6 separate regions of the Mus musculus genome follow, and all the other regions are linked to region 3. A link is a contact called in public Micro-C and promoter capture Hi-C data. All regions are on one chromosome and are shown on one strand. Each heading gives the region's core, a stretch centred on a gene start, on an enhancer-like site or on the middle of the called end of the contact. The rest is flanking DNA. Distances are from core to core; before and after follow the strand shown.

What was found. Promoter capture Hi-C pulls out the DNA fragments that hold promoters and counts their contacts. A called contact is a pair of places that touch in the nucleus more often than the background predicts.
Region 1: a promoter capture Hi-C map of pre-B cells shows a contact between it and region 3, with 2.6 times the contacts expected there. The contact joins the promoter of 4932702P03Rik here to the promoter of Carmil1 in region 3. A contact is called at or near these places in 1 of 39 promoter capture datasets (pre-B cells), 2 of 15 datasets of contacts at CTCF or cohesin (the NIH/3T3 cell line and large pre-B cells) and 1 of 115 datasets of contacts at active chromatin or transcription factors (pancreatic cancer cells).
Region 2: a Micro-C map of embryonic stem cells shows a contact between it and region 3, with 8 times the contacts expected there. The contact joins the promoter of H1f2 here to the promoter of Carmil1 in region 3. A contact is called at or near these places in 9 of 39 promoter capture datasets (the 3T3-L1 cell line, 3T3-L1-derived adipocytes, the HPC-7 cell line and 6 more), 2 of 484 Hi-C or Micro-C datasets (embryonic stem cells and large pre-B cells), 4 of 115 datasets of contacts at active chromatin or transcription factors (embryonic stem cells and pro-B cells) and 1 of 9 other capture datasets (pancreatic islet).
Region 4: a Micro-C map of embryonic stem cells shows a contact between it and region 3, with 6 times the contacts expected there. The contact joins the promoter of Acot13 here to the promoter of Carmil1 in region 3. A contact is called at or near these places in 4 of 39 promoter capture datasets (3T3-L1-derived adipocytes, cranial neural crest, frontonasal cranial neural crest and 1 more), 1 of 484 Hi-C or Micro-C datasets (embryonic stem cells), 2 of 115 datasets of contacts at active chromatin or transcription factors (large pre-B cells and pro-B cells) and 1 of 9 other capture datasets (liver).
Region 5: a Micro-C map of embryonic stem cells shows a contact between it and region 3, with 3 times the contacts expected there. The contact joins the promoter of H4c3 here to the promoter of Carmil1 in region 3. A contact is called at or near these places in 5 of 39 promoter capture datasets (the C10 cell line, cranial neural crest, embryonic stem cells and 1 more), 1 of 15 datasets of contacts at CTCF or cohesin (embryonic stem cells), 9 of 484 Hi-C or Micro-C datasets (CD4 T cells, embryonic stem cells, palatal mesenchyme and 2 more), 2 of 115 datasets of contacts at active chromatin or transcription factors (embryonic stem cells and pancreatic cancer cells) and 1 of 9 other capture datasets (embryonic stem cells).
Region 6: a contact with region 3 is called in a promoter capture Hi-C map of cranial neural crest. The contact joins the promoter of H2ac8 here to the promoter of Carmil1 in region 3.

The regions. Positions count from the first base shown.
Region 1 is chr13:24,903,733-24,907,057 of GRCm38.p6, forward strand. 4932702P03Rik (RIKEN cDNA 4932702P03 gene) reads left to right here and starts at 1,868. Exons shown (of 3, transcript NR_045182.1): 1 at 1,868-1,976.
Region 2 is chr13:23,737,410-23,740,822 of GRCm38.p6, forward strand. H1f2 (H1.2 linker histone, cluster member) reads left to right here and starts at 1,398. Exons shown (of 1, transcript NM_015786.3): 1 at 1,398-2,122. The coding sequence starts at 1,440. The coding sequence ends at 2,078.
Region 3 is chr13:24,279,540-24,282,600 of GRCm38.p6, forward strand. Carmil1 (capping protein regulator and myosin 1 linker 1) reads right to left here and starts at 1,251. Exons shown (of 38, transcript NM_026825.3): 1 at 1,022-1,251. The coding sequence starts at 1,061.
Region 4 is chr13:24,829,808-24,832,991 of GRCm38.p6, forward strand. It overlaps Acot13 (acyl-CoA thioesterase 13), which reads right to left and starts at 1,682. Exons shown (of 3, transcript NM_025790.2): 1 at 1,419-1,682. The coding sequence starts at 1,499. It overlaps Tdp2 (tyrosyl-DNA phosphodiesterase 2), which reads left to right and starts at 1,852. Exons shown (of 7, transcript NM_019551.2): 1 at 1,852-2,122; 2 at 2,203-2,288. The coding sequence starts at 1,925.
Region 5 is chr13:23,696,277-23,699,752 of GRCm38.p6, forward strand. H4c3 (H4 clustered histone 3) reads right to left here and starts at 2,182. Exons shown (of 1, transcript NM_178208.2): 1 at 1,808-2,182. The coding sequence starts at 2,173. The coding sequence ends at 1,862. It overlaps H1f6 (H1.6 linker histone, cluster member), which reads left to right. Exons shown (of 1, transcript NM_010377.3): 1 at 1-269. The coding sequence ends at 219.
Region 6 is chr13:23,569,309-23,572,549 of GRCm38.p6, forward strand. H2ac8 (H2A clustered histone 8) reads right to left here and starts at 1,912. Exons shown (of 1, transcript NM_178187.4): 1 at 1,355-1,912. The coding sequence starts at 1,800. The coding sequence ends at 1,408. H2bc8 (H2B clustered histone 8) reads left to right here and starts at 2,092. Exons shown (of 1, transcript NM_178196.4): 1 at 2,092-2,555. The coding sequence starts at 2,125. The coding sequence ends at 2,505.

The sequences.
Region 1 (3,325 bases), core at 618-3,117, 620 kb after region 3:
CAGGAGACCTGTTTTCTTATGCTGCATGTGCTAAAAAGGGATTTTTAAAAAATGCTTTTACTGTAATCTTTTTTCTTTTTTCTCCCTCAGTATTGGAGACAGAAGCCTGGAGTCTGGTGTATGGTAGGCTCTACCCCTGAATTATATCTCCAGCTCCAGGTTTTAGGATTTATATGGTTGGGAAAAAAATTGAAATGTTTTGATCACATGCCTAATATGAATTTCAAATTTTGTGTCTGTAAAAAGTTTTTGGACCATGATCATTCATGTGTTTATGTATGAATGACCCCATGGCTGCTCTTATCTTACAAAAAGACTTTTTTTTTTTCAGTTTTATTTATTTCATGTATGTGAGTCCACTGTCACAGTCTTCAGATACGCCAGATGAGGGCACCAGATCCCCTTTACAGATGGTTGTGAGCCACCACTATGTGTAATGAGCCACCATTGCTGGAAATTGAACTCAGGACCTCTGCAAGAGCAGTCAGTGCTCATAGCCACTGAGCCATCTCTCCAGCCCACAAAAAGGTTTTAAATGGACTGTAATAGGGGTTGTCTGCAAAGACTAAAACACTTAGCCAGGTATAATGGCATACTCCTTTGATCCCAGCATTGAGCAGACAGAGGCAGGCAGATTTCTGTGAGTTCAAGGCCAACCTGGTCTACATAGTAAGTTCTAGAACAGTCAGGCTCCGTAGAAAGAGCCTGTCTCAAATCAAAACAAAACCACACACACACACACACACACACACACACACACACACACCACACACACCCCAAATGAACAAAGACTAAAACTATTATTTGCTGTATCTATATTGGGAAAACAAATACAATTTCTGAAACTCACGGGTCCTTCTTGAGGACAGTCAGCTTGAATTGACCAGTCTCAGCTCAGTGGCTTTCTATCAATATTAAAGGACATTCTGTCCCTGCTGCAAACTAACTTTCTCTCTCTCTTTCTTTCTTTCTTTCTTTCTTTCTTTCTTTCTTTCTTTCTTTCTTTCTTTCTTTCTTTCTTTCTTTCTTTCTTCCTTCCTTCCTTCCTTCCTTCCTTCCTTCCTTCCTTCCTTCCCTTCCTTTCTCTCTCTCTCTCTCTCTCTCTCTCTCTCTCTCTCTCTCTCTCTCTCCCCACTGTATTTTGAGACACTGTAGCACAGCCCTGACAGTATTTATAAAACAAACAAACAAACAAAAACCAATTTACAACTAGGAATTTACCTACGTGTGTGAGAACCTAAATTCAGTTCATAGCACTGCAGGAAAAGTAATTTTTTAAAAAGTATATTGGGGTATAATTCACTTAGAATAAACTACACATACTAAGTATAATGTGATGAATATGTCCATGCCCTGGAGCCGCCGCTCTAACTGAGCTAATGAATACGTCACCCTAAACGATTCTGTGCGACCCTTCATAGACACACCTTCCCTTAAACCACATTACCAGACGTCCTTGAAGTTTCTAGTTTTGTAGAATTGATGCTGGATGTATTCATTCTTGGATCTCTTCCACCACGAAGTTGTCTCCATCAGTCTATTAGCAATTTTGTTGGGGTAAATTGTGGAGGTCCCGTTCTGAGACCCAGAGTGCTACTCCTCAGGTCTGTGAATTAAAAGTCTCCTTGATCATTACGGTCTTGCAAGAGTTCTTTATTTTACTGAGTTTTTGAAAGGGAGATGAGCCAAATACACACCAGCCCAATGACAATGACTTTCGGCCACTGTTTGGATCTAAAATGTCCCAGAAAGACCAATGTGTGGGAAGACTTGATCCCCAAACCCCGCCACTGCTGGAACACACTGGAAGCTTTAAGAAGTGGGGTCCGGTGGAAGGAAGTGACCTCACTGGGTGCGTGCCTTCCTCGCTCTGCTTCTCCACCCGCCGTGGGAGCCGTTTTCCTCAGCCCAGCTCTGTTGATGCTCATTCTGGGCCCGGTCCCAAAGTAAGCTGCTCACAACGGTGGACTAGACCGGTGAGTCAAAATAGACCCTTCCTTCTTGTAAATTCATCAAATCTCAGGTATTGTGACCGGTGATAGATAGCTGATAGATAGTGATGATAGCATGACAAAAAAAAAACACATTTTTTTTTTGTCATGAAAACAAAAACTTTAAAAAATGTTCTCAAAGGTCTAACTATGTATGCCCCCCCCCCCCCCGCCCTTTCCTTTTCTAGGTCAGCTTTCTCCCTTGCCCCAGAACACACTTCGTTTTTTCTTAGAGGAAGAGGCTTCTAGCGCTCCCGCGTTCTGCTTTCCCATTGCTGAAGTGACTCCCCGGAGAGCAGAGGTCTGTGGACCGCCCAACATGTAAAGGAAAGTGCCCCTGGTATGGACATGCCAGAGTCTGGCTGTGCTTCCGGTTCCTCGGGATTGGGCTTGGCCTCTGTCCTCGGGACTATTGTAACCCTCATCAACTGAATCTTTCTGAACTCATCAGCAAGCCAGGGGTTGGAGGAGGCCCTCTGAGCAGCGCTGGGGGAATCACCCAGGGTCCTCTTTTTTTGTGGCGCTCTGGGAAGAAAGCCCCACTAGGAGCTTAGTAGCCACAGAGCAGAGTAAAGGTGGGGCTGTCTGCGCCTCTGTCAGTTGCCACTCAGAGGCGGTTCCCTGTGCATTCTGCAGGGGCGAAACCATCAGGTCTGGGAGCGAAGGCTGCAGGCTCCATATTGAGGTAGTACTTGAAGCCCACAGCCAACCCTTTCTGTCTTGATTTGTGAAGCAGTATCACCCTCCTGCCTTCATCATGTCCAGCTGGGACCTGCGAGGAACTCTGAGCCTTGAGGCCTGGGAGCTTGCCCTCTCGTCCTGGTCTCTGCTCAACCCTGGTCAAGGCTCTGCCTGGAGTTCCCACTGCTGTTGCTCCTTAAATGAACTCTCTGGGAGTTGGGGATGGGGAGGGAAAGCTCGTGTCAACATTCCAAGTCTAAATTTGAAGACAGCCGGTTTCCCCCGGGCACAGGGGACCCTGGGGGCAAAATCTGTACGTTGATCTCCTAACCCCCAAATTCTAGAATGTAGGAAGAGATGAGCCCTTTAGGAGTGGTTCAAAATGAAGCCGTCAGGCTGGGTCCTAATCCAATTTTACTGGTGTCATAAGGTGACTAAGCCCCTCAGAGGGTTGGGGGGGGGGCACCTAGTGGGGGAACTCCCACGAGGAACGGGCCACCTGTAGGCCCAGGAGGCGGGGTCATACAGGACCTTTTCATAGCTGACTAAGGCTTTGCCTTCACCATGCAACCACTTAGGAATTCAATGGAGCTTTAGGAGTGACTCTATTGTAAAGGCCAGTTTGCTTAGGTCTTTTGCATATTATGCTCTAT
Region 2 (3,413 bases), core at 148-2,647, 540 kb before region 3:
TTTACCACGCTTTAGTGCTGACAAACTCATCACATGTTTTTATGTAGACATATACTTAAACAGAGATTTCTGATAAAATTAGGGGAACTTCCTTTGCCCCATGTATTAATTATACTAGCAGAGAGTTTATCTTGTATTTTCTCTAACAACAAAACCATGTTGTAGTTATTGAAATATGAAGCTGAAAACCTTAAGCTAACAAAGCAAAGTTGACTAGAATGCAGATTGCCATATTCCGAGGAACTGAGAAGAGATGACATACAGCTGTCCACTATAGATGACATGATAATTTGTACTTATCTTGTCTCTTATCTTATTGGTAAAATTGGTTACATTTTCTATTTCAAATATTTAGCTTGTTCAAATCTATGCCAAAGGTAACCTTTGGAAAGCCAGTAAGTTTACTGACATCTGCATCTCATAGTCTCCAAGTCTAGAAGGTCCTCCTGTACTAAGACAAACTATTTTCTAGATTAGAATTCCCGTGCACTGAAACTTATATCTGTATTGCTGCCAAATAAGCAACTAAATCCTCATCACTTTAAAAACAGATCTTTCAAAGACTCTAATTTGGCATTTGGGGGAGAGGAGGGCTCATATAGACTTTTAGGGTTCCTTTCCCTTCTTATTATCTTTATTCTTCAGAGCTAGACCCCTACCTTGCAAAACTCAGAGGGGAACCAGGAGCTTTAAAAATATAGCCCAAGGTCTCCCTTTATAGAAGTCAATGGGGTGCCCCGCCCCCACCAATGTAAAGCATTTTAAAGTCAGTGTCTTTAAATCAGATATTTAAGTCCTAACCCCCCCCACCACATTATACACCCCCAAGGCCTATGAACCCCCTCTCAATTTACCCCAAGTGTTTTATACTGGAAATCCCAGTCCTAGTCCATAGTTGTGGTGGGTCTGTAATCAGAAGTCACTAAGGACTTGTGTTACTTCCCTTGCGAAGAAACAGAATAATTGTGAAAATTTAGGCGGAAATCGTTTCATTTTTGTCCCTAAATTAAGGGAAGGATGTGCTCTATAATCCCTGAGAAAAAGAACTTTCAAGGGCAAAGGAGCGACCAGGTAATTTAGAAGAAAAACAGAAAGTGGTCTCTATCTACCCCGGACTTCCTTTGGAGTTGGGGGAATTAGGGACTCCTAGGCGCGTTGTCTTTAGGGATGAGGAAAAAATAAACATATATCCTGAAGCCTGAGACTTCTCGGATCCTTTACCGACCAAACTCGAGAGATTTGGTGCAAGATATTTTAATATTTTCTCCTTTTTGTGAAGTGTAACAAACACAAGTTGGGCGCAGCGCGGCTGCTCAGAGCTTGCCAGGCAGGCCGCTGGAGCACCAATCAGCGCGCGCCTGCGCTCTATATATACAGCGCCGGGCCCGCGCTACTCTATCGGCGTACTGCCACTAGTTCCTGACTTCCAGAGACTCATCATGTCTGAGGCTGCTCCTGCTGCCCCCGCTGCCGCGCCCCCTGCGGAGAAGGCGCCTGCCAAAAAGAAGGCCGCCAAGAAGCCCGCCGGGGTGCGCCGTAAGGCGTCCGGACCCCCGGTGTCCGAGCTCATCACCAAGGCTGTGGCCGCCTCCAAGGAGCGCAGCGGCGTGTCCCTGGCTGCGCTCAAGAAGGCGCTGGCGGCCGCGGGGTACGATGTGGAGAAGAACAACAGCCGCATCAAGCTCGGCCTGAAGAGCCTGGTGAGCAAGGGCATCCTGGTGCAAACCAAGGGCACCGGTGCCTCCGGCTCCTTCAAACTCAACAAGAAGGCGGCTTCTGGCGAGGCCAAACCCCAGGCTAAGAAGGCAGGCGCGGCCAAGGCGAAGAAGCCCGCGGGAGCAGCCAAGAAGCCTAAGAAGGCGACTGGTGCTGCCACACCCAAAAAGGCGGCCAAGAAGACCCCGAAGAAGGCGAAGAAGCCCGCGGCGGCGGCTGTGACCAAGAAAGTGGCCAAGAGCCCAAAGAAGGCGAAGGTCACCAAGCCCAAGAAGGTCAAGAGCGCGTCTAAAGCCGTAAAGCCAAAGGCTGCCAAGCCCAAGGTTGCCAAGGCCAAGAAGGTTGCAGCCAAGAAAAAGTAGGCTGCCTCCCCTAACAATCCAAAAGGCTCTTTTCAGAGCCACCACTCCCACTTAAGAGCTGTGACATTTGTGTGATTAATGAAGCAAGGTTGCAAGGGACTCGATCCCGGCAGCACTCGCTCCCCCGGTGGGATGGGTGGGGTTGCGTGTCCCACCTAGACTTGTTTGTGCTGGGCTGCTCAGGAAGTGCTATGGGCTGGAACACCCTCCCACGGCTGTCAGCAGCAGAAAGCAACCCTCGGCGCTAGTTCGTATTGGACTGCAAGGTGATTTGAAAGTTCCGCCCTGCTTGTGGGTTGGCTCACTCCGGCCCAGGACTCTAGTTCTTCGTTTGATTGGGCGCCATCCCGAAGTTTGAGCTTCCTGCCTGGAGAAACGCATCCGGGGCTTGTAGGTGGCTTCTATGCTCAGCCTCTTGTGGGGGTTAGCCTGGAAGTTTGGGAGAAGGTGGGGTGCTGGCGCCAACGAACTGCCTTCCTTAATATTAAAGACATGGGGTAGCTGCCGGAACGACTAGCCTGCACAGTTAAGTTGGACTCGGGACTGAGACGATTGCTTCTCGTACTTTCGGTTTGTTTGCCACAGCGATGGAGTTGTGGGTTGAACTGCGTCACAACCTTTTGTCAGCCATTTTTTTTTCAAGTTTTTTACCATTACCAATTACACTTGCTTTGCCTTATTTTGATCAGCATAGTTGTAGATTAACTTTGTTTTGCCTCAGCTTCCCGAAGCGCTTGCTTTATACGTGTGTGTCGTCACTGAAGATTGACCTTGTATGAATACTGAGGTTTCTTGGTAATGCTTTGTACAATCCAAAATGTTAAATTGGCTATCTGTTGAAAGTGTATGCTTCTAATAAAAAGCGTTTAGTTTTCATTCACTGTTGGACTCTTTCATACCCACAGTCTTTGAGAGATTCAGATTGCTGATTTGTTGCAGCCTGGATCATATTTCTGGTGTACCCTATAGTGAGATGTGAAACGTGCTTTTTGGAGACCTAAACCAGAAATTTGTTCAGTGGATCCAGTGTTGATTTCAGTGACCTAAGTGTTTAACGTGGGAAAGCCAGATCAGAAAGTAAAAATCCGTTTTCTCCCAGTGTTTTGAGCCCTCACTTTAAATGAGCGAACAGCTGTTTTAGTACAGAGCATGATAAATAGACCCATCTTCCCAATTCCATGCCCTCGGGACCGACTCTCTCGATTCTTCCCAGCTTTTATTTCATGTTTGTCATAGGTTAAATTCCTCGAATAACCTGAATCTCAACTTTCTGCGTCTTTTTTTGTAGTTTCTAAGGTAGAATTAGACAAACTCTTCTCGGTGCTATCGTCAATG
Region 3 (3,061 bases), core at 1-2,500:
GACAGCAGAGGGGCAAATTCCAGACTATGGTGAATCGGTGAGAACGTTCCCTCCTTGTCAGCGCCCAGGGAATCCAGGGAACATCAAGTGTGTGCCCAGTATTCCTCAGGGAATACCAGTCACTGGAGCTCAAAGTACGTCCATAAAGTCATATTCACCTTAGTGCAAGTCAACGCACTCCACACGAGCATAAGCGCTGGTTTCCAGCGCTCCTAGCCCATTTGTCTTCTGCCATTTAACCTTTCCAGATAAAGCTAAGCTCCAGGACTTAAATTCCAAGCAATGCTCTCTCTGCCCTCTGCTCCAAAAGAAGACACCCCCTCCCCCAATAAGGGCCTCAAGCAAACCAGTCACCTGGCACAGGGTAACACACGTGTTCCCAAAGAGACTGAAGGTGGTCGGCAGGTTAATCATTATTAAAATGAGGCGTTTATCATTAACCCTCCATTTCCTGGACTGAGAAGGCATCGGCCGGGTAACCCTCTAGCTTCCAACTCAATCCTCAAAGCCACGCCTTGTCAGGCTGGGTCCTGACGCTGGACGGGCGCCTCCATCCCTGAGGCCGTCAGTAAGAGGGGCAGCCCCAAACGGGAATTTCCTGGAGGGTGCCTGACATGAGCCCGAGGGAACCTACAGTCGCCAGGCATCCTCCTTGCTAGGCTTTACCAGACTTTCCAGAGTTTGGGACCAGGGAGTTGGCCACTGGAAGGGACGCCCCTCCAGCTCCATCTTCCGCCAACCTGACTCACCTGGTGGGGCTGAGCAGGGAGATCTGCGTGGAGTCCCCCAGGGCTCCAGATTCCTCTCCACTCCTTCTTCTCTCTCTGCACCCAGTTCCTGCGGCCATCGGGCCAGCAAACTTCTAGCCTCTCCCCCCACCCCGCCCCCTCCCCCGGCGACCCTGCCCCACGCCACTTGCGCAGGAGAGCGCGGAGACTGCGAGAGGACGGAGATGGGAAGGGAGGCGGAAAGGAGGTGTGCGCAGAGAAAGATGGCCAGTCGGCCCCCGCGCCAAGCTTACCCATTAACTCCCGGGGGACATCGGAGCTCTCGTCGGTCATGGTTGCCCCACTGGGCGCGGGGAGATCCCGGGTCCCACTCTCTGACTCTCGGCCCCGCGCCCTTCTTCAGACCCTTTAATGTTTCCGCGAGGAAGCCGCAGCTTGCAAGGAAAGAGTGGGCCGGCCGGAGCAGCGGGGCGTTGATCCAAGGTTGCCGCGCGCCCGCAGTACCAAAAAAAAAAAAAAAAAAAAAAAAAAAAAATCCTAAGAGTTGAAAATCCGAGCTGGCTCTGCGGCCGTCGCTACATGCCTCCCTCTCGGCTCGCTGCTTCAGGGGCCGAACGCAAGGCGGCTGCAACACCGGCTTCTTCCCGGGCGGGCGCCGCGCAGCCCGGCCTCTGCGCCGCACCTTGGGCGTAGGTGAAGCGGAAGGCGAGGGTTGGGCCGCCTGGCTGGTCTCGGCCTCCTGCGGGCTGGGCTGGGCAGGGGCGGGCCGGCTCTGCTCTCCTCCTTCCCCTTCTCCCGCTCCTCCTCCTCTCCTTCACCCTCTCCTGCTCCTCCTCCTGGTCCCCCTGCGTCTCCTCCCCGCCTCGCGAGAGCGGCCTCCGCACGGGTCCCCGGCCGGCCTCCGGGCCTGGGCGCACGGTGCCCGGCGCGGGGCACAGCCCGGGGACCGACGCGGTGCTTGGCTGCGGTGGCTGCTGCCTTGACTGCTGCGGCGGCGCCGGGCTCGGCGCCCCTCCTCGCAGCCTCGCTTCGGTGCAGCAGACGCTTGCGTCTGGAGAGGGATAGACCGTGCAGTTGAGAGAGCCCGAGAGCCATCTGCTGGCTGCCAGCGTGGAGGGCCCGGGCTGCGCGAGGGTTTATCCCCCAAATCCAGGCAGGCCAATGGACCCTGAGGCTCAGAGCTGCAGAGCCCCCAGCGCGGAAGCTAGTGCTTTCTGAGATCCTTTCGTGCACTTCTGGATCTCGGGCCCCGCTGAGCCTTGTGTCTTCGCACCCTCATTGTTAATTCCCCATCTATGTTGATTAAGAGCTACATGCAATCAATAGACAACCGTAAGATGGCAAGACAGGGGCCCCTTTGGAAAATGCCTTTTAATGGCGACCCAGTCTCCTTAAGCTTGGGGCAAATCGGAGGACCAGACATGGTTGCCAAAAGCTGGAATATTCCTGCTGCTAAATCTGATTCAATTTTACCCAACCCATCCAACCTTCCCAGAGGAAAGATCTCAGGTTCTGGAGTACTTATGTGCACTTCCATCACCCAAAGAGAATGTCCCTGACTGACCAATCAGGTTCCTGCTTTAAAGGGTTGAAAAGAGGGAGAGGGGAAAAGAGGGGGAAACACTGGCCTCTGGCAGCTTAGGTTCTGTTATTGTAGTTGTATTGGTTGGTGGATGGGTGGGTGGGTTAGTTTTTGAGACAGGGTCTCAATATGTAACCCAGGTTGGCCTGGAACTTGCTAACTAGACCAAGCTTGTCATGTCTACAAAGCAAAGATCTGTCTCCCTCTGCCTTTCAGAGTGCCGGTGTCACAGGGAAACATCTGACTGTTAAGTCTACTATTGGTGGTTTGATTTTTTTTTTCCTTTTTTTTTTTTTTTTTTTTTTAAGTGTCTCACTGGTAGGCTAGGCCACAGTTCTCCTGCCTCGGCCTCCAGGTGCCAGGATCCTGGCATGTGCTATTAGGCTGAGTTGGTAGTCTGGTTTTGAAGACTGCTATGGACCTTGCTTTTCTAAGAACAATGTTTAGTTTCCTCTAGAGTACTGCTGGTTGAGCTCTTTCCTTGGGAAGACTGTAAACAGACACCCTCCTTGCAGGGCTCCAACCACAGAGTTCCGTTTCATCAAAGTCCATCTTGGAGAACCAATGTGGTTACTGGACTTACACAGAACACGGGTGAGGGGTTACTTACTGGAGTGTGGGTGACCCTAAAGCAGTCATGTACCCTTACATGGATGAAGATTTCCTCACAGCTCTACAAATGGAGCCCCACTTTTAACTGGGAGTCCACATTTTATATACACAGCCACAGGCAGTTAGGGCCAAATCACAT
Region 4 (3,184 bases), core at 432-2,931, 550 kb after region 3:
TTTTTTTTTTTTGAGGGATTTGTTTATGTAACTAGCTTACAAGCTAGCCTGCATCAGCCTCCCTTAGCCTGGAATTACAGGCAGGTACCAAGCTGAACGTAGGTATGAGAATTTTAATTAGTTACTCAAAGGCAATCAAACCAATGTCAAAATTACCTCACAAAAAAACAGTCAGATGCTGTGGCACATACTATTCATCCCAATACTCAAGTAGCAGAGGCTGATCAATCTCTGTGAGATCCAGGATGACCTGGTCTACATGTCAAGTTCTGGATAGAACTTAAATAAATAATAGAAAATAAATAAATAAATAAAACCAAATAAATACGTTACAAAATATTCTAATACCCAGGAGGGTGAGGAAAGCTTACGGAGAAGTGGCTATGGAACCCTGTCAACGACAGGTGCCCACCTGCAACCCTGTCAATGACGGGCTCCCACCTGCAAGCTTGGATTAACTACATCCCAGTCCTCATAAAGTTGTTTTTGGTTGTTTTTAAAGAATTAAAATTTCCTCTTAAATCATTAAAATTCTTTTTAGGTAATATTATCTTTCTAAAAGTCACTGTCAAATGCTGTCCTTAGTTTTGAAATATTTCCTATTGGAAAACATTAAATATATTTACCTAAGGGTTATTTCCTATTTTTTTGACACTTTATGAACATAGTTAAAAAATTCTAAGAGGGGGCGTGTTCAGGAAAAAGATTTCAAATGCCTGTTGTTGACCAAAATTTATATTTCATGCCCAAATTCTTTTTAAATTTCCAAGTATTTTTTCTTAATCAGAAAAATAGACATGCGTGCATTAAAACATTTATTAAAAAGTCTGCAGCAAGTTCTAAGGTTAAGTGTCTTTCTACTCTGACAATACCACGCACTGGACTTCTGCTACGGATATTTATTAAGGATTGCTTCCTATAGAACACAATGTCTATAAAGTCTGGAAAACAGTAGTCTACGTTAGTTCATGTGGAATGGCAGGGTGCAGGCACTGGTCCTGGTTAACTCTGTAGACTCCCAGGCCAGCCTGGACTACAAGGGTTCTCAGCCAACAAACGTTACATAGTTACATAGACCTAGTTACAAAGACCTAGTCTCAAAAGCAAGAAATACAACACACGTACAGGTGGTTCTCGCATTCACTTCCGTACCTCAAACCTCCTTGACTCTTAAGAAACAATTCCTATATACTAGCCCTGCAGGCTCCAGCGTCCCTTAAATGGTACGCTGACATTTTTTCTCCACACACTCCAACAGTTTGCTGGTTAAAAAAAAAACAAAAAACAAAAAACCAAACATGCTTATTTACGTTTCGATGAGAATCCACGCCACGCACTTCCCCTGCGTTTGCGAGGCCACTAAGGTGTTTTACTAGGTTCGTCCCCTTCACCAGATACTTCGCCTACAATAAATATACCTTTTCCAAAACTCTATCAAAACCGGGAACTTTGAACATAACCTTCATTACTTCTCGTAGGTTCTGGGTCATGCTGCTCATCGTGGACGCAAAGCAAGAGTCTGGGCTCTGCGAGAATGAACTCTGGAAGAGACGTTTGTGAGAGGACAAGGGTGTGGAAGGTCAAGTCTGCAAGCCCGGCCGCTGTCGCGTCGTGCTCGGGAGAAAGGATCGCGCGCCCCGGTCGCCCTGGTCCTAGATGATCACGGGTTACCTTCACTCTTTAGCGCCCCAGCGCGCACGCGCAACCTTCAGGCCTCCTCGGCCCCTCCTTCCCCTCCCCTCCCCCTCCCCCTCCCCATCTGCGCCTCGCTGGCCGCGGACGGGGACCAGAGAGGGCGGTCTTCTTGCCGGAAGGTTGACGCGGACGCGCTTGCACGCTGCGCGCCTGCGCAGGTTCCGGCGTTCGCGATCAGTCGCGCGGGAAGCAGCGTGAAGAGCGGGTGTTTTGAGGGGACCCTGCGGCGATGGCGTCTGGCAGCAGTTCCGATGCGGCGGAGCCCGCAGGGCCGGCAGGGCGGGCGGCGTCGGCGCCCGAAGCAGCACAGGCGGAGGAGGACCGGGTGAAGAGGCGGCGGCTTCAGTGCCTGGGCTTTGCGTTGGTGGGGGGATGCGACCCCACGATGGTCCCCAGCGTCCTGCGGGAGAACGACTGGCAGACGCAGGTCAGTTCGCGTCTCTCGCTTCCGCCGCTCTCCCCCGGGAGGCGGGGCGCGCCCTGCAGCCTTGTGCCTTTGCTTTTCAGAAAGCCCTGAGCGCCTACTTCGAGCTGCCAGAGAACGACCAAGGGTGGCCGCGCCAGCCTCCCACGTCCTTCAAGTCCGAGGCCTAGTAAGCGACGGGGGTCGCGGGCTGCTCGCCGAGGGCGGGGAGGGACCGCCTGCTGGGCTTGGGCGTCCGAGGACCGGGACCTGGAAAAGGGCGGCCGGCGCCCCAGAGCTGGAAATCTCAGGGAATGCTTCCGAGGATGCAGGGTCACTTCCCAGCGGGACTTGTCTTTGTTGTTTTGGGACGAGTCTCACTGTGTAGCGCTTGGCTGGCCTGGAACTCGTCGTTATTTGAACCAAGCTGGCCTCGAACTCAGATCAGCTTGCTTCTGCCCTCTCAGTGCTGGCACGTTGAAGGCACATACTAGAACTGGCTTCCAACGTGATTTATTTTATTTTATTTTATCTTATTTCTTAAACCTGAAGATTATTTTATGTATTTTGAGGCAGAACCTCACCCTTTATCCCTGGCTGGCCTGAGCTTGGTGTGTAGACTAGGTTGGCCTCAAACACAGATCTACCTGCCTCAGAATCGAATGGGCTGGATTTAGAGTGCCCACCACCACACTGGGATGGAATTTTTGTTTAATGTTACCGTTATTTGTTCTTTTTCGAGACAGAGGCTTGCAATAATCCTGACCTCCAGCTCTCTTCCAGCCTCCCTTTTGCTAGCATTGCATCTGATTCCAGCACTCCCTACCCGAACTTTTTATTTGAGCCATATATGTCCAGGCTGACTTGGAACTCCTTTGTGGTCAAGGCTTGCCTTCCATTGGCCCAGTACTGGGATTAAAGGTTTGTGAAACCCTGGCTACTGAAATACACTTACTGACCTGAAATATTGGTGATATGTAAACTGAAGATTAGAAAAAAAACAGAGGTAGAGATTTTCTCCTGAAGAATGGTAACCTGTAAGTCTCCTTGTTTCTGCATAGTTTATCTGCTCTCCTCTTGCCAAAG
Region 5 (3,476 bases), core at 932-3,431, 580 kb before region 3:
CGGGCCTCGAGATCTCCCAAGAGTAGCAAGACCAAGGCTGTCAAGAAGCCAAAGGCTACGCCCACAAAAGCTTCTGGGAGCGGAAGGAAGACCAAAGGGGCCAAGGGCGTGCAGCAACGTAAAAGCCCCGCCAAAGCCAGGGCAGCAAACCCCAATTCTGGGAAGGCAAAAATGGTCATGCAGAAGACCGATCTGAGGAAGGCAGCAGGGAGGAAGTGAGTTTCAAAGCCAGTTTTCAAAAACCCAAAGGCTCTTTTAAGAGCCACTTACATACTTCTTAAAATGGCCAAACACTTTGAACCAAAGTTAAGGTGGGCAGTTACTTCAGGTCGACCTGTCGTTGAAACCCTAGAGTAGAATCCTAGGGTCCCTATGTGTAGAATATTTCCAAATTTGGTTGTGTATTTGTGGCTTTACGCCAGAATAAAGGTCACCATTGAAACACACAATGTCTTTTATTCTAGAATAAAAGTCACCATTGAAATACACAATGGATGTATTTCATTCTAGAAACACCCTCATATCAAAGGAGATAGAGATAACGCCAGTAGGAGCTTCCACTCTGAAAAAATACTGAACTTACTCTTTCAAACAGCAGTAACTGGCATCCAGGCTTTCAAAGGACCACTATGAACCCAGATATTCAGTGCTTAAGCTAGAGGTTATATTTATTTTTCTTGAGTTGTATTTTTAGGATTTCCTCAGTGATGGATAAAAAAATAAAGCAAGCAGTTAGCAAAAAAACAGAACAACAACAACAACAACAACAACAACAAAACCCTAAAGTTTTTGCAGTTGTGCGATGTGTCAACAAAGATCTAATTTTGTTCTACTTTTAGAAAATAGTTCAATACTATTGATCTAACAGTTATTTTTGAAATGTTTTATGTATTTTATGAGAATAGCATGTAGGCTTCAGGAGAATGACAAAAACCATATTAAAAATTAAGGACTTCTTTATGAAAATGTTAGGGTTTGAGTTCAATGCCCCAACATAACAAAAAAAAGCACTGGGGAAGTCTGGGCTGAAGAACATAAACAAAACAAACAAAAAACAAAAATAACTCATCTTTTAAAGTGATCAAGTTTTATGGAGTGCCACAAATATTAAATTCACATTAAACTATTTTAGGCATTGGTATGAGGAATGACAAAAGATCATAGTAAGGTGGCTTGAGAGATTGTTCAGTCAAGAACACTTAATGCTTTAAAAGAAGTTTGTATATCAGAATACACAACAGCTGGCTCACAACAGCTTCTGACTCCAACTTCCTGGAAATAACGCCGCCCTCTTGTGGCAGATGGCAAACATGGCACACCCACAAGAATTTAAATTATCAAGCCACTGCACAACTAAACTGTATATAAACATACCATTAGGTGGTCCCTAATATAGATTATGTGTACTTAGGCCTTATTAATGGTATACAATTAATAACAGCTAAGCGTCTTCAGTTTCTGTAGTAATCAGCCTTTGCCTTGCTTAGATACAATGGTTCCTGCTCTCTCCTGAGCTTCTAGATGGCTCCAGAAGGGAATAAGCTCTTAAATGACCGGTATCAAAAGTGGATTGAGAAGTGACACGATCAGTGGAAAACCTTCAAATAATTCTAAAACAGTTCGTTCAGTATTAACTTCTGACAGTTCAAAATTATGGGCTTGTTATATTACCCAGTTAAACCTACAGGGTATATTCGGCTGCATGGCATAATTACTACCCACCACATAAGTATAGGACAGAATAACACTTAAACTACCTAGCAGGCTCGATTAAAGCTTCGGTAAGTGAACAACTCCTAGGAATTTGTGGGTGGCCCTGAAAAGGGCCTTTTGTTGACAGTGGAAATCGTTTGTTAGTCGATTAACCGCCGAATCCGTAGAGAGTGCGGCCCTGGCGCTTGAGCGCGTAGACCACGTCCATGGCGGTGACGGTCTTGCGCTTGGCGTGCTCCGTGTAGGTGACGGCGTCGCGGATCACGTTCTCCAGGAACACCTTCAGCACACCGCGGGTCTCCTCGTAGATGAGGCCGGAGATGCGCTTCACTCCCCCGCGCCGGGCCAGGCGGCGGATGGCGGGCTTGGTAATGCCCTGGATGTTATCACGGAGAACCTTACGGTGGCGCTTAGCGCCGCCTTTCCCAAGGCCTTTACCACCCTTACCACGTCCAGACATGGTTATGACAGCAGGGAGACAGCAATCGTCCCTTTAAATAGGCCTTCTGCGGACCTGGTTGAAAACTAGAGCGTTAGGCGGGGTTTCCGAATCCGGGTCTTGGAAGGGGGTGGAGAAAAAAGGATGCGTCATTGGAATCTGAATGTTTTCATTGGCTAGCAAGCCCCAGCTATTCTTTGCATGCGGTGTCTCTTAAAGACCACATTTAAATCCTGCAGAAAAACTTCATTCCCTCCTCCCCACCCCGACCCCATTCTTTCTCATGAAAGAAAGGCTTATTGGGGCCATTCCACAAAGCAGACATCCCCATTTCTCGTTTGCTTTTATTTCTGTCTTGTATTAAATTAGTTGATGGTTTCTTTGTGAGGACTCAGGTTAGATGTCCAAAACAGAGGTAAAATATGCCAAGACTGTCCCATGTCAGTAAAGTTTAATCTATTCCCGGCAGTTTTGTTTGGGTAGACATAAACATTGAAAAGGCATCTCAAATTGAGCACCCTAACTGCAAACTTCATATTCCCTATCTCGAGTCAGAGACCTAATGATTCCGTCTATCCTCTTTTTTAATAAAAACTGAGAAAGTCTACAAAAGAATAGTTAGGTTATCGGTTATCCTCTACCTGCTGTGATTCCAAGTTTGTTTCCCTTCCAGCCCTTATTAATCACAGCATGGCTTGCTCACCTTAAGAGAAGAAGTGTTTTGTAGAGCTGGTAATTACAGTACAGGGCTAATACTTGATTAAGGTCATTACAAAGTCTACAAGGTCCTGGTGAAGCTTGTGATATGATTAGTGATGTCAAAACAAGGCTAATCCGACCCCCGCCCCCCTTTTTAAAAAAAGGCAGAAGAGTAAGTAGCAGTAAGTCTCGATGCGGGTTTAATGTTGATTTTGGCATTCCAAATTTTAATTTAACAATGATGTAGAGGAGATGGCTCAGAAGTTAAGAGCATTTGATACTCCCCCAGAAGGCAAGATTTGGTTCCCAGAGCCTAAATGGTAGCTCACAAACATGCATAACTCTAGTTTCAGGAGACTGATGCTCTTTTCTGATCTCAATGGCACCCATGAATGCAGGCAAACTACTCACACAGACAAAGTAAAATATAGAATTAATATTATGGCTAGTAACAATTTTTAAAATAAAGCCTGCTGACCAAAATGAAGACCTTTAATTCCTGTCTTTTGTTACATATGTTCACCACAAAAACTTTATACCAGGGGCCCCAGAAAACTATGAATTACAAAGACCACATCCAGAAAAAAATAGTTTCAAAATATTCCTGATAAACTTCTAAGTCTAT
Region 6 (3,241 bases), core at 662-3,161, 710 kb before region 3:
CACAGTTTTCATTTTCGTTTTCTTTGAAAGAAGGTGGTCCTTTACTGTGTAGTCTACTGAGACCTACCTGCTGGACTGGAATTTGATTACAAATTGATTTGTATTGCCTTTTCTAGACATTACCACAATGATTGTAGTTATAAAGGTTTCTTCGAACTAAACCTCCTATTATCCAATGCTCCCTTTTATTGTCAATACATAGAAATGATTCCAGTCACACTTCTTGTACTGTCAATGTATTTAACTCTCAACAGGACAAAGTGATTCTTGTTTATATTCCCAGAACAAAGTAGGGTAAAATAGGGGGATTGCTATGAATTTGAAGTTAATCATGGATATAAGGTCAGCCAGGTCTGCAGTGACATTGTCAGTGGATAAGCAAATGGATGAATAGGCTGTAGAGATGGCTCAGCAGTGAAGAATATTTGTTGCTTCTCCAGAGGACATGAATTGGAATCCAGTACTCATTTCTGCCTATCAAATCACATCAGCAGATAACTCTACACCGGGAGATGTGAGACTTTTCAAGTCTGTGAGAACACCAACTGCATGTGGCAAAATACACCCTTTAACATAAGTTAAAAAAAAATAACTTGAAATATGCACATTAATGCAAGCAATGAGTATTAAGTAGTAGTTGAACAGTACTTTGCCATCTCAGACTTCATTTTTTAGTACTTCTACTTTTTAAGTTCCAGTCTTTGAACTGCTCAACTTTCACAAATAATGAAATAGAATTAATCAAGATTGAATAATTAAAACAAATCAAGTTCACTTTAGTTTTAATGAATACTGGCTTTGAGTCTTTTTTTTTTTTTTTTCTGAAGCCAAAAGCCCTTTAGCCTGCATTGGCTGGGCATAGTGGTCAAGCCTTTAATCCTACCAAAAGGAAGGTAGAGGCAGGATCTCTGTGAGATTGAAGCCAGTTTGAACAACTTAATGAGTTCCAAGACAGCCGGAGCTACTAGTTAAGACGCTGCCTAGAAAATAAAACCCAAAATCAAAAGCAACCCTCCATGTCATTAGCAGGGCTTTACCTACCCTATTGTGTCAGAACGTTATGTGCACAGTAACATGTGCAGAACATTTTAACCATGTTGCCAAATAATTACAATTCTGTTGTTTCATGGAAATTGATACTCTTGGCATAAAAGTAACTTCACGGTCATTTTGCTCATATGCACACATGTCCTAGTGGGCAATCTTATGAATCTGAAAAAAATTGACCCATTTATTGGAGAAGCTGGGGGACAATTGACAGGTTGAATTTTCTTATGCCATTGAATACAAATCGGAAATTTTAGTCCTAAATCCACTTAAGGCTTATAGTATTTCAGCACTTTACTGAATTAAGTGAATGGCTCTGAAAAGAGCCTTTGTTTTTTTTACGAGATTAGAAGAAAGATCTTATTTCCCCTTGGCCTTGTGGTGGCTCTCGGTCTTCTTGGGCAGCAGCACGGCCTGGATGTTGGGCAGGACGCCGCCCTGCGCGATGGTCACGCGGCCCAGCAGCTTGTTGAGCTCCTCGTCGTTGCGGATGGCCAGCTGCAGGTGGCGCGGGATGATGCGCGTCTTCTTGTTGTCGCGGGCCGCGTTGCCCGCCAGCTCCAGGATCTCGGCCGTCAGGTACTCCAGCACGGCCGCCAGGTACACCGGGGCGCCGGCGCCCACGCGCTCCGAGTAGTTGCCTTTGCGGAGCAGCCGGTGCACGCGGCCCACGGGAAACTGCAGGCCGGCCCGGGAGGAGCGGGTCTTGGCCTTGGCGCGAGCCTTGCCACCCTGTTTGCCACGTCCAGACATTGACGCAAGAAGGTAGGAAATTATAATTGCAAAGAATTACAACGAAGCGGTACTAAAAGGCCAGACGAGAAGCTACTTATACTCGTACATGGAAGTGGAAAAGCTGATGTGTGATTGGTTAAAACTATCTTTCCTCTGCAGCCAATAAGGAAAGAGGTACAATACAATCTAATTTGGGTAATGGTGTCACTAACTGGCCTTCAAATCAGAGTTGACTACTTTTGAGTCCCTTATTTGCATAGAACCTCTATAAAATGGCAAGAACGAAGCTTCTCCCACATCTCATTTCCTGTTTTATCTTTCTCTTTGTTGCTTGTTTCTACCATGCCCGAGCCTGCGAAGTCCGCTCCTGCCCCGAAGAAGGGCTCCAAGAAGGCCGTGACCAAGGCCCAGAAGAAGGACGGCAAGAAGCGCAAGCGCAGCCGCAAGGAGAGCTACTCGGTGTACGTGTACAAGGTGCTGAAGCAAGTGCACCCCGACACCGGCATCTCCTCCAAGGCCATGGGCATCATGAACTCGTTCGTGAACGACATCTTCGAGCGCATCGCGGGCGAGGCGTCCCGCCTGGCGCATTACAACAAGCGCTCGACCATCACGTCCCGGGAGATCCAGACGGCCGTGCGCCTGCTGCTGCCCGGGGAGCTGGCCAAGCACGCCGTGTCGGAGGGCACCAAGGCTGTCACTAAGTACACCAGCTCCAAGTGAGTTCATTTAACTCACACTCCTAACCCAAAGGCTCTTTTCAGAGCCACCCATACTGTCACTTTAAGTGCTTTGTAATGCTTGGCTTTTGTATTATAACGCTGGGAAATGACACAATATTAGCTAAGTGTATGTTAGTGTGAAGAATATGTTTGCCTCAGTGTAACCAACGCGCTGCCAGATACACTATCAATTTGTAAACTACACAGTAACTACCTTTTGAGAGCTGATTGATGGCTTCAGTCCTTAGATTTTCTTCTCCAGAGTGCATAAGAAGTGGAATGAAATTTTCAAGTTTTCTCTTCATTATTTCAACTATTCCCTTTCAGATGTGATTACATTGTACGAAGGGAGTGCTAGGATAGGTTTTTATGGCATTGTTTTTTTATGACCAATGAGGTAACCAACAGAGGCTAACATTGATGCCAGTGTAATTCTAAACTGCCAGCATCACTCTCCCATTAAAACACTAAAGAAAAGTGTAATTCTAGTATTAACATCAGTAAATTTTGAACCTGTGAGAATACATTATAAAACTGCATTTTAAATTTTAATAAGTCTCAATGAAGGTTATGCTTTGATCTAAGCCAAGTGAGGATCCAAAGTTGCTTTCAGATGTTCTAAGCTGCTCTCTCCTTGATGCTTCCTTTAGTTTCAAGGCAATTGATTGCAGTTATATCTTTTGCTTAGTCACTACCCTGTGTTCCAGTTTCCTCTTCTACTGTTAAATGTTCAAGCA